2 separate regions of the Mus musculus genome follow, and region 1 is linked to region 2. A link is a contact called in public Hi-C data. All regions are on one chromosome and are shown on one strand. The core of a region is the stretch at or near the end of the contact, and the rest is flanking DNA. Distances in the headings are between cores, read along the strand shown. Region 1 overlaps Arnt2 (aryl hydrocarbon receptor nuclear translocator 2). Region 2 has its middle 17 kb from the start of Cemip.

Evidence for each region. Hi-C and Micro-C count contacts between places; a contact is called where the count stands out from the background.
Region 1: a Hi-C map of bone marrow-derived macrophages shows a contact between it and region 2, with 23 read pairs. The contact joins two enhancer-like sites. A contact is called at or near these places in 2 of 39 promoter capture datasets (the HPC-7 cell line and cranial neural crest), 4 of 484 Hi-C or Micro-C datasets (bone marrow-derived macrophages and embryonic stem cells), 4 of 115 datasets of contacts at active chromatin or transcription factors (embryonic basal ganglia, extraembryonic endoderm stem cells, neural progenitor cells and 1 more) and 1 of 9 other capture datasets (embryonic stem cells).

What each region holds. Positions count from the first base shown.
Region 1 is chr7:84,331,301-84,336,064 of GRCm38.p6, forward strand. The region is part of intron 5 of Arnt2 (aryl hydrocarbon receptor nuclear translocator 2); the gene reads right to left. Among named protein-coding and RNA genes, the nearest start is that of Gm30873, 3.2 kb to the right of the region's middle. Within about 2 kb of position 1,736, at least 50 of the 459 cell types and tissues checked have an H3K27ac peak or open chromatin away from gene starts, as enhancers often do. A contact at or near this core is called in bone marrow-derived macrophages, where this site is marked.
Region 2 is chr7:84,100,809-84,105,311 of GRCm38.p6, forward strand. No RefSeq gene overlaps it. Among named protein-coding and RNA genes, the nearest start is that of Cemip, 17 kb to the left of the region's middle. Within about 2 kb of position 1,928, at least 20 of the 459 cell types and tissues checked have an H3K27ac peak or open chromatin away from gene starts, as enhancers often do. A contact at or near this core is called in bone marrow-derived macrophages, where this site is marked.

The DNA of each region.
Region 1 (4,764 bases), core at 486-2,985, 230 kb after region 2:
CACTAGCTGGCCTGTCTCATCACACTCACAAAAACTTCCCTTCTGAGACTGGCTAATCCCACAGGCTGACCATGTAAATTATGAATCTCCACTCTCTGAATCATTTCCCTGCTGCACATCCCCCAACATAGGAGTGAGGGTCCCTGTTCTTATCCTAGCATCTTCTTTCCTTTGAGCACACAGAGCCTTTTCATCCTGGGCTTACCATGTGACTGTCTGTGGCCCAGCCTCTCTGGGAGTTCTGCTGTGGATGATGAGCATGTCGAGTTCATTTCCAGCTGTATCTTCCATCTCCATCAGAGATGCATGTCTAATAATTTGTGGAATAAAAGACAGATTGTGGACTGCAAAAAAAGAAGCCCTCCTCACTCATAAAAAGTGGGTACTAAGCCTCAGGGACTAGACTCAGTCATAAACCAAGGCATTGCCAGCTCCAAGGAGAATGGAGACCAGAGAGCCCCATTACCTTGGCTTCAGTCTTAGCATACCTGACACTTGCTTTATCAGATCATCTCGGGCAAACCACGGCAAGCTTAGGTCTCACCAGTTCTGGCGCGGGCCTCTTTTGCTTTGAAGGACTTTTCAGATATTCCACAGAGGTTCCTCTAGGCCTCTTGTTCCAGGAGGACTGGAGTGTCCCTCCCCTCATTTGTTATGGGCTCCCACCTGCATTTTCTTCATGACACCACTTGGCCTGAAGCTTCCCCTTTCAAGCCTGGGGTCGGTGACTGCTTAGGATAGGGTGGCCAAAGAGTTTCTTGTTCCAATTGGGGCAAATTTTGTGCAATTTATACTTCGGATCCCCATTCATACAGGTCATATTTCTCCTGAACCTAGTTTCTTTTCTGACCTCCCCTGACCTTTCCCCATCTCCCTCAACATTTAGTCCCAAGAGTGTTCACATAGCTGTGTGCAACTATGTGTCTAGGGAACTCCACTAAAGATAAAGGTACCAAAGACAGGAAAAAGGAAGCTGAGATATGGCAGGTATGCTCTGAGCACCATCCTCACATCAACACTGAGGAGAAAGTAAAGGCTTAGGGAGAATCCCAACCTTGATCAAGGTCATCCAGCAGAACTGAATCTATCTCTATAGCTCCTACCATCAGCTCACTGATAGTCTGCTAGTGTGAAAGTCTCCTAACCAATGCAACTCAATGCACTGTTTGAGACAGTGGCAGATTCATGGGCTACAATACTTAGTGTGCTGAATACAAACATACTGAAGTGGAAATGGCTCTCTCCCAAGGTGACTGGCTTTATTGCTACCTACATTCAAAACCACGAGGCCATGTCACAAACGAGTCATAGTGGGAAAGCTATAAAGGACAGGCGGGATTGGCCTCCACAACCTCACTATATAGAGCTCTTGTGATTCTCAGTCCTCAAAACATGTGCACTGGGTCAAGGTTAAAGAACGACATTGTAAATAGCTCACTGGGGAGTAATTTATGTCATCACTCGAAGGGGAAAATTGCAAACCATCCATGCATCTTTCCATTGGATCAATGCCTAAGCACGCAACTGGCAGAGAAGGCTTTTCGTCCGGGTGTAAGCAAAGAATTTACAAAAATAAAGGGAAAACTGGATGCAGATGCTTTCTTCAATTAGCATTTACTGAAAAGGCAGTGAAGAGGAAAGGCAGAGCTTATGCATGGATTTCCATTCAACCGTTTGCCTTGGGTCATGCCACTTCAGGGGGAGATGTGTGTCATTCCTTGGTGAAGCTGGAGGAAACTATTTTAATTTTCTCGAGCACACTGGGGTTTTGCAATCAAGCTATTTTTAACTGAAGGCTGCACAAAGTCTGACCATCACGTGAGGTTTTTACCAAGATCTAAATCATAGCACCAGGAAGCAATGATTCAGTGTCTCTCAAAATGTTCCAAACAACTCGAAATAATTACATCTTCCTGAAAACAATACTATTCCCAGGCTATTTTTGTCATTGGGGGGGGGGGTGGTCTGTGGACTCGCTGCTTGGGTATAAAGGTTAAGATGAAAGATACTTGGTGAAGAAGTGGAGACTCTGGCAGTGTTTAAAGGGCAGATGCTGTGGATTTTCCATCATGCTATACATCTTTAACATTCTGTTTCTTGGTGGAGTAAAATCAAAAGTAGTCTTTTCATCTTTTTTAATTCTCTCTCCTAGGTACTGGGCAGATTGGACTGTACTCTGTTTGTGGTCTCTTCCCTTTTATTTTTTGTCGTTCCCAGAGATTGTATCGGGATATTGGAATTCTTAGATTCTGGTTCATGCTGGAACCACAGAGTTGCTTTTAAAAATACAGATGAGGGGACTGAAGAGATGGCTAAGAGGTTGGAAAAACTTGTTGCTCCCGCAGAGGATGAGGACTTGAGCTCAAATCCCAGCTCACATCAGTTAATAACTCCAGTTTCAGGGGATCTAAGGCCCTCTTCTATCCCCAGAGGCACAGGTAGGCATGGGTCTGAATCTGCTTCTGCCAATGCGGCCACTGCAAAGTTGCAGGTCTGATCCAAGGCAGGAGGAAGCTGGCTAGGACTCATGTATCAGATGGTGAGCCGAGTCAGAACAAAGAAGGGCAAATGAAGACAGACAGAAGCCCAGTTTAGAACTCAGGCAGCTGTGAATGCATAAGCAAGAATCCTGAAGAGGTAGGCTGGCTGCTTGGATCTGATGGTCTGGATTCCAACCCCAGCAAACCTGATCAGTGTAGACAAGAACATACTGCTCTTTATGCCAGCCCATGTCAGTTAGGTGGTCGGGCTGGGAAGAAATGAAGAGGGATCAACTAAGGAACAGCAGAGGGATTGGGCAGCATCCTCCATCTATATCCTATTCCCAGCTGAATGGACGTGATGCCAAGATGCTGAGGCAAGCTAAGTCACATGCCATTTCCAGGACTGCACGATTCATTCTTGGGATTTTGATAGTGTTGACTCATAGAGCAGGATGGTTCACAGTTATAACAGTAACAGCCCTGAATATGCTTATCAGCAAGCAGGTCACATTGCAGCTGAGATGCAAAGAAGCTAGGCAAGTTCAGGGGACCCAACACTAACCACAATATAACTGGTGTCCTTATAAGAGGGGCATTAGCTGGGCAGTGGTGGCACACACCTTTAATCCCAGCACTTGGAAGGCAGAGGTAGGTGAATTTCTGAGTTCGAGGCCAGCCTGGTCTACAGAGTGAGTTCCAGGATATCCAGGGCTACACAGAGAAACCCTGTCTTGAAAAACCAAACAAACAAACAAAAATAAATAAATAATTAAAAGAAGGGCATTCGACACTGAGACAGCAAGTAATGTAGGAGGCCCAGATCAAGAGGCTTAGACCAGATTTCCACCCAGAACCCACAGAAGGAACCAATCAAGTTCACACTAGTCTTTCAGAATGCTGACCTCTAAAGCGGTGAAGAGAAGACATTCTTGTTGTTTAAGCTGTCTTAGCTATGATCATTCACTATAGTAAACAGAGGAAAACACCCTCAGCCAGCCCAACCTGCATCATCTCCTTTTCCTGGGTAACTCCCACACCTGAATGAGATGAATCCTCCCATCTCTGGAATTAATCCACCACACCTTCCGGAGATGAAGCCTCTGTAGCTGCTGAGATGAACTCTATCTTCCCCACACAGCCAATCTGGCTTCCCACTCCATCCTCCATGCTATGGCCACTGTGAGCTTCTCACTTACAACAGAGACAAAGGATCTCTTTGGTTGGAAACTCTGAGATTCTAAGGCGTAGGGGCTCATGATGCTCTGGGAATAGGTACTGCCTCCCCTCCTTTGGCCATCTTACCTGGCTCACCCTTGGCTTCCTTGACACATCTTACAAAGCAGTTCTCACCCCATGACCTTCCCTAACCCATCTAGACAGGTCAAATACTGTGTTACTGGCTTTTGTTTCCCTTGAGGACCTTACCCTATGTCGCACCATGCTATGTGTGCTAAACAAGAATTCATTTCTGATGTCTGTTCCCATAAACTGTAAAACCCACAAGAGCTTGGCTACTTTGGTTGAATTCATTACCATATCCCTAACACTTAGCATAGTAACTTGATAAAGGCCATTGGTACTTGGTGAGCCTGTGCTTGATGGATGACTATGAATGAACAGAACTAGGAGAGGATGAGAAGTCCAGCTTTTCTCACCGTGTCCCTGCTAAGCCTATGCTGACACTTTCAGGGGACATGGAAAGAAATGAAACAGGGCAAGTGGAGACATTTGGAAAGCCACCCATCTATGTTATCAGTTCAGTGTCATTCTCCATTATTCTGAAATGAATGAAATATTAGTTTCTAAATACAATCATGATGGCTTTCTCACAGATTAGCTCTGAAATGTTCTCTATTAGTTCTTAGGAAATACGTTGTTATCAGTATCTATAGAGGAAGAAGTGAGAACGTCTGAGTTAATGAGTTCTCAAGGTAAAAAAAATCATGGGCTGCACATGTTACTAGGTCCAGATGATTAAGGGCAGGATCCTCCACCTCCCCTAACTGCCTCCCCATGTCCCCAGGCCTGCATCCTCCTCATCCCATTTGGTCCCGTGCTTGAGTCACACTAGGTCACCTCAGGGGACTTTTGGCAGCAGGGAAGGAAGGCAGGCCTGCTGGAGACAGCAGCATGTGTAGAAACACTGTCTATTGTGACACCACCATGATAATGAGCCCAGCAGCTCAGGCTGGAGCTCTGTCCAGATTCAGGAAATCAATTTCAAAATAAAATATGAGAGAAAAATACAAACAGTTCCGGGGCATCAGCATGCCATGTATTC
Region 2 (4,503 bases), core at 678-3,177:
TCCACATGCCCAGAGCAACTGTGATAGTTTGCATATGCTTGGCCCAGGGAGTGGCACTATTAGGAAGTGTGGCCATGTGGGAGTAGGTGAGTCACTGTGGTCGAGAGCTTTAGTACCCCTGTCCTAGCTGCCTGGAAGTCAGTATCTGCTAGCAGCCTTCAGATGAAGATGTAGAACACTCAGCTCCTCCTGCACCATGCCTGTCTGGACACTGCCATGTTCCCACCATGATAATGGATTGAGCCTCCGAACCTGTAAGCCATCCCCAATTAAATGTTGTCCTTACAAGAGTCGCCTCACAGCAGTAAACTCTGAGACTGTAACAAAATCAGAATCTGTGAGGGTGAGGATTCAGGCACCAACATAGTTAAATGCAGCTTGGGAATTTCAACACATTAGTAAGATTAAGGACCATCAGGAAGAAGTCTTAAATCATGAGATGTGCAAAACCTGTTTGTTAAGAAAAAAAACTGGGACTGGAGAGATGGCTCAGCCATTAAAGGCTAGGCTCACAACCAAAAATATAAGAAAAACATGGAATTCAAATGAAATGCCCATTGTTCATCCATAGCATAAATTGGAATATATTCATAGAATAGCAACAAATACTCATGTGCTATAGCTACATGAATTAATAGGGGCTGCAGTCTGGATCTGGAATGCATCCCCAAAGCCCATGTGCTACGTCTAGAAACTTAGCCATTTCTTCTAAATTTCAAATTTATTCAGTGTATGCTTACAGAATAGTCCCCAAGGATCCCCTGGATTTCAGTAGTATCTGTAAAAATGGCTCTTGTTCATCTCATTTCAAGTTCTATTCATGTTAATGACTTGGCCCTCACCTTGGTGCTACCAGGACATATTCAAGACCTTTGAGAGGTGGTGTATAGTGAGAGATTAGGCCACTAAAGGGTGACTTCTAAGGGAATTATGGGACTCCACTGCATTCCTCATCGTTTTCCTGATTTGTCACATACTCCTGTAACGATCTTCCACACCACATAAACAAAAAGCATGGAGCCAATGAATGTGGATTGTAATCTCCAAAGCTAGATCAAAACTAAATTATAACTAAATTGAAATTATTTCTCTTTTGGGGTGGCTTATCTGAGATGTTGTTACAGCAATGGAAAGCTAACTGACACACAATAAAACGTGACTAAAAAATTAATGCAAGGATCAGTGAAACATGAATTGGTTACTTGAAAAGATTAACAAGACTGGTAAGCCCTTGGTGAAACTGACAGAGAGAGAGAGAGAGAGAGAGAGAGAGAGAGAGAGAGAGAGAGAGAGATTAATATAATTTGTGATGAGAGGAACAAGAACAATCACAGAAAATACAACTGAAATTCAAAGATTCATTGGGGAATATTCTGAAAACATGCACTGAATAAACTTGAAATTTTGAAAAAAAACCTAAGTTTCTAGACAGAAGTGATTTATGAAAATTGAGTCAAGAGGATACAAACAACTTAAACAGATTAATAATGAGAAATGAGATTGACGCAGTAATAGAAAGTGTTCAAACAAAAATAAAATAAATAAAATGATAGCCCAAAACTGAGCAGAATCACTCTGGATGCTATAGACCTTCAACAAAGGATCAATACCAATATGTCTCCAACAGGTCCATAAAACAGCAGTGGAAGGGATGCTCTGAAAGTGGTGCTAGGAAGCTGGTATCACTTTGAAACCAAACCAGATAAGGACATAGATACACACACATACACACACACACAGAGGGAGAGAGGGAGAGAGGGAGAGAGGGAGAGAGGGAGAGAGGGGAGAGAGGGAGAGAGGGAGAGAGGGAGAGAGGGAGAGAGGGAGAGAGGGAGAGAGGGAGAGAGGGAGAGAGGATAGAACAGCTTCCTTGATGACTATATGTAGTGGTTTGAATATGCTTGGCCCATAGGGAGTGGCACTTGGGAGGTGTGGCCTTGTTGGAGGAAGTATGTTACTGTGGGTTAGGCTTTGAGACTCTCCTCATAGCCAAGTGGGAGCCAGTCTTCTTTTTTTTTTTTGCCTTCAGAATAAGATGTAGAACTTTCAGTTCCTCCAGCACCATGTCTGCCTGAATGCTGCCATGCTTCCTGCCTTGATGATAATGGAATGAACCTCTGAACCTGTAGGCAACCCCCAATTAAATGTCTTGTATAAGAGTTGCCTCGGTGTTTCTTCACAGCAATGGAAACCCTAACCAAGACACTATAAATACGAACATTGTTAAAATATACTTGCAAACTGAAATTAAAAAACGTCTTAAAAGATCATTCATAAAGGTCACACAGCATTTTCATTCTGGGTGAAAAGTCAGAAAGAAAGAGAAACAGTCAAGAGAGCAAGCTACTTGAGAGAGAGAAGGTCTGTAGTAAGGGGGTGATTCTACAAAGGGGCTTCCTGTAAGAATCAAAGTCCTCTTCCACTTATGGAGAAGGAAGTGGAAGAGTTTTCTTTTCTGGTCAGCAGCTAGCATTGCTAGAGGGTGCCCAGTGAGTCATGAATTAAAGAACGTTAGGTGATCAATAAGCATCTTGCCTGGCTAGCCATTACTTGGGCTCCACAGGTCAGAGCAGTCAAGAGTCTAGAGCAGTAGCTCTCAACCTTCCTAATGCTGCAACCCTTTAGTAGAGGAACCCATAGCTCCCCATGCTGTGGTGACTTTCAACCATGAAATTATTCTGTTGCTACTTCATACCTGTAGTTTTGCTACTATTGTGAATTGTGATAGAAGTATCCAATATGCAGGATATTTGATATGTGATTCCTGTGAAAGGGTCTTCTGATACCATCCCCAAAAGGGATCACAATCCACAGGTTGAGAACCACTGGTCTAGAGAATCAAAGTTAATTTACTTCTAAAAATCAAATTACTATATTAGTGTTATAGGAATTATCAAGTTCAAGCAAAATAAAGATCTATACAAAGTGGTGGACCCTGACTAAGACCAATGACGGTCATTCTTTATTGTCAGCTTGACTGGATTTGGAGTTGCATGGAAACTCACCTCAGGCATGCTTGCAGCGGTGTCTCCAGGGAGGTTTCAATGTGGAGGACCTTGCAATAGTGTGTCCAGGGAGGTTTCAATGCGGAGGGAAGACTTCCCCCGAATGTGGGTGGCATCATCCTACAGTTGTGTGTGATCCTGGACTGAATGGAATAGGGAAGAAAGGGGAAAACAAGCTGGGCACCAGTTCCTCTCTCTGCTTCTCCCCAGGCTTCCATACTCTCCCCGCTATGACGGGCTAAACCCTCAACCCTCAGTCAAAAGGAACCCATCCTTCTACGAGCTACTTTTCATCAATAAAAATCACATGACTATCTTGAAAGACACAGAAAAGGCCTGTGACAAAGTCTATGGCTTTTCATAATGAAATCCCAAAGAACGTGAGACAAGATGTTTTGTTCACATTGCAACACAGAAAAGGCTAGCTGTGACAAACTTACAGCCAATATTGTAATGAATGAGGAAATATTTAAAAAAAAAAAACCACATTTCTTCTAAAATCAGGAACGAGACAAAGGTGTTCACTATCACCACTTTCATTAGTTAGCTTTTTGTTGCTGCTGTAAACAAAATACTTGACCAAAATAGCTTGAAGGCTGAGAGGTTTATCTCATAGTTTAAGGGATACTGTCCACCACAGCAGGGAAAGGATGGCAACCAATGTGGCTTGGTCTCAGACGCTCAGTGCTGGAGGCAGCTGCTTGGTAATGGCATCAGCCAGCAAGCAGGGAGCCCGGGCTGGAAGCAGTCTCAGAGTCTCTTAAGGGTTCCGCAGCTCCCCAAAACATCAGCACCAGCTGGGAAGCACCTGTCCCAATGCAGCCTGTGAAGCGTCTTGCCTACAGACCATGACAGGGAGGCAAGACATTGCTCAGAGGTTTCAGAGATCAGTCTTTGGCTATCTGGGTCTGGGTGCTTAGAGGAAGGCATAGGGGTGTGGGGAGCAAATGGTGGAGGAGAGCTGTTCACGTCATGGCTGACTAGGAAGCTGAGACAGGAAGTGGCTGCAGATAATACACCCTAAAGATTGTTCCCCAGGAATCTATGTCCTTCATCTGGGCCCCACCTCCTGAAGGCTTCATAGGTTCCCAAGTTAGCACCACCAACTGGAAATAGAGCAGTCAACCACGAGCCTGTGGGGGACATTTGTTATACACACACACAGACAGGCAGGCGAGGCATAGCACAGCGTTGAACATGCCAGTAAGGGAAAGATTGTACTAGTCTATTTTCCATATGAGGTGTGCTTAGTGTCGTCAGGGTTACAGATGAGCATGAGGCTCTGGGCCTTCTCTTCCCTACATGGTGGCTAGAGCTCTGAATGCTGGAGAATTACCAGTTGTCTGTAATGTGACTAGGCCCATAATAAAAACAGGAGCAGGCTCAAGTCACAAACTATTCACTAATAAGGTTCTATGTCTTAAACCAATGAAATGGGGAATTTGGGGAAAGGTCAAGTCCCAGACACTGGGAGAGGAAGACAAACTTTTTTCAACCA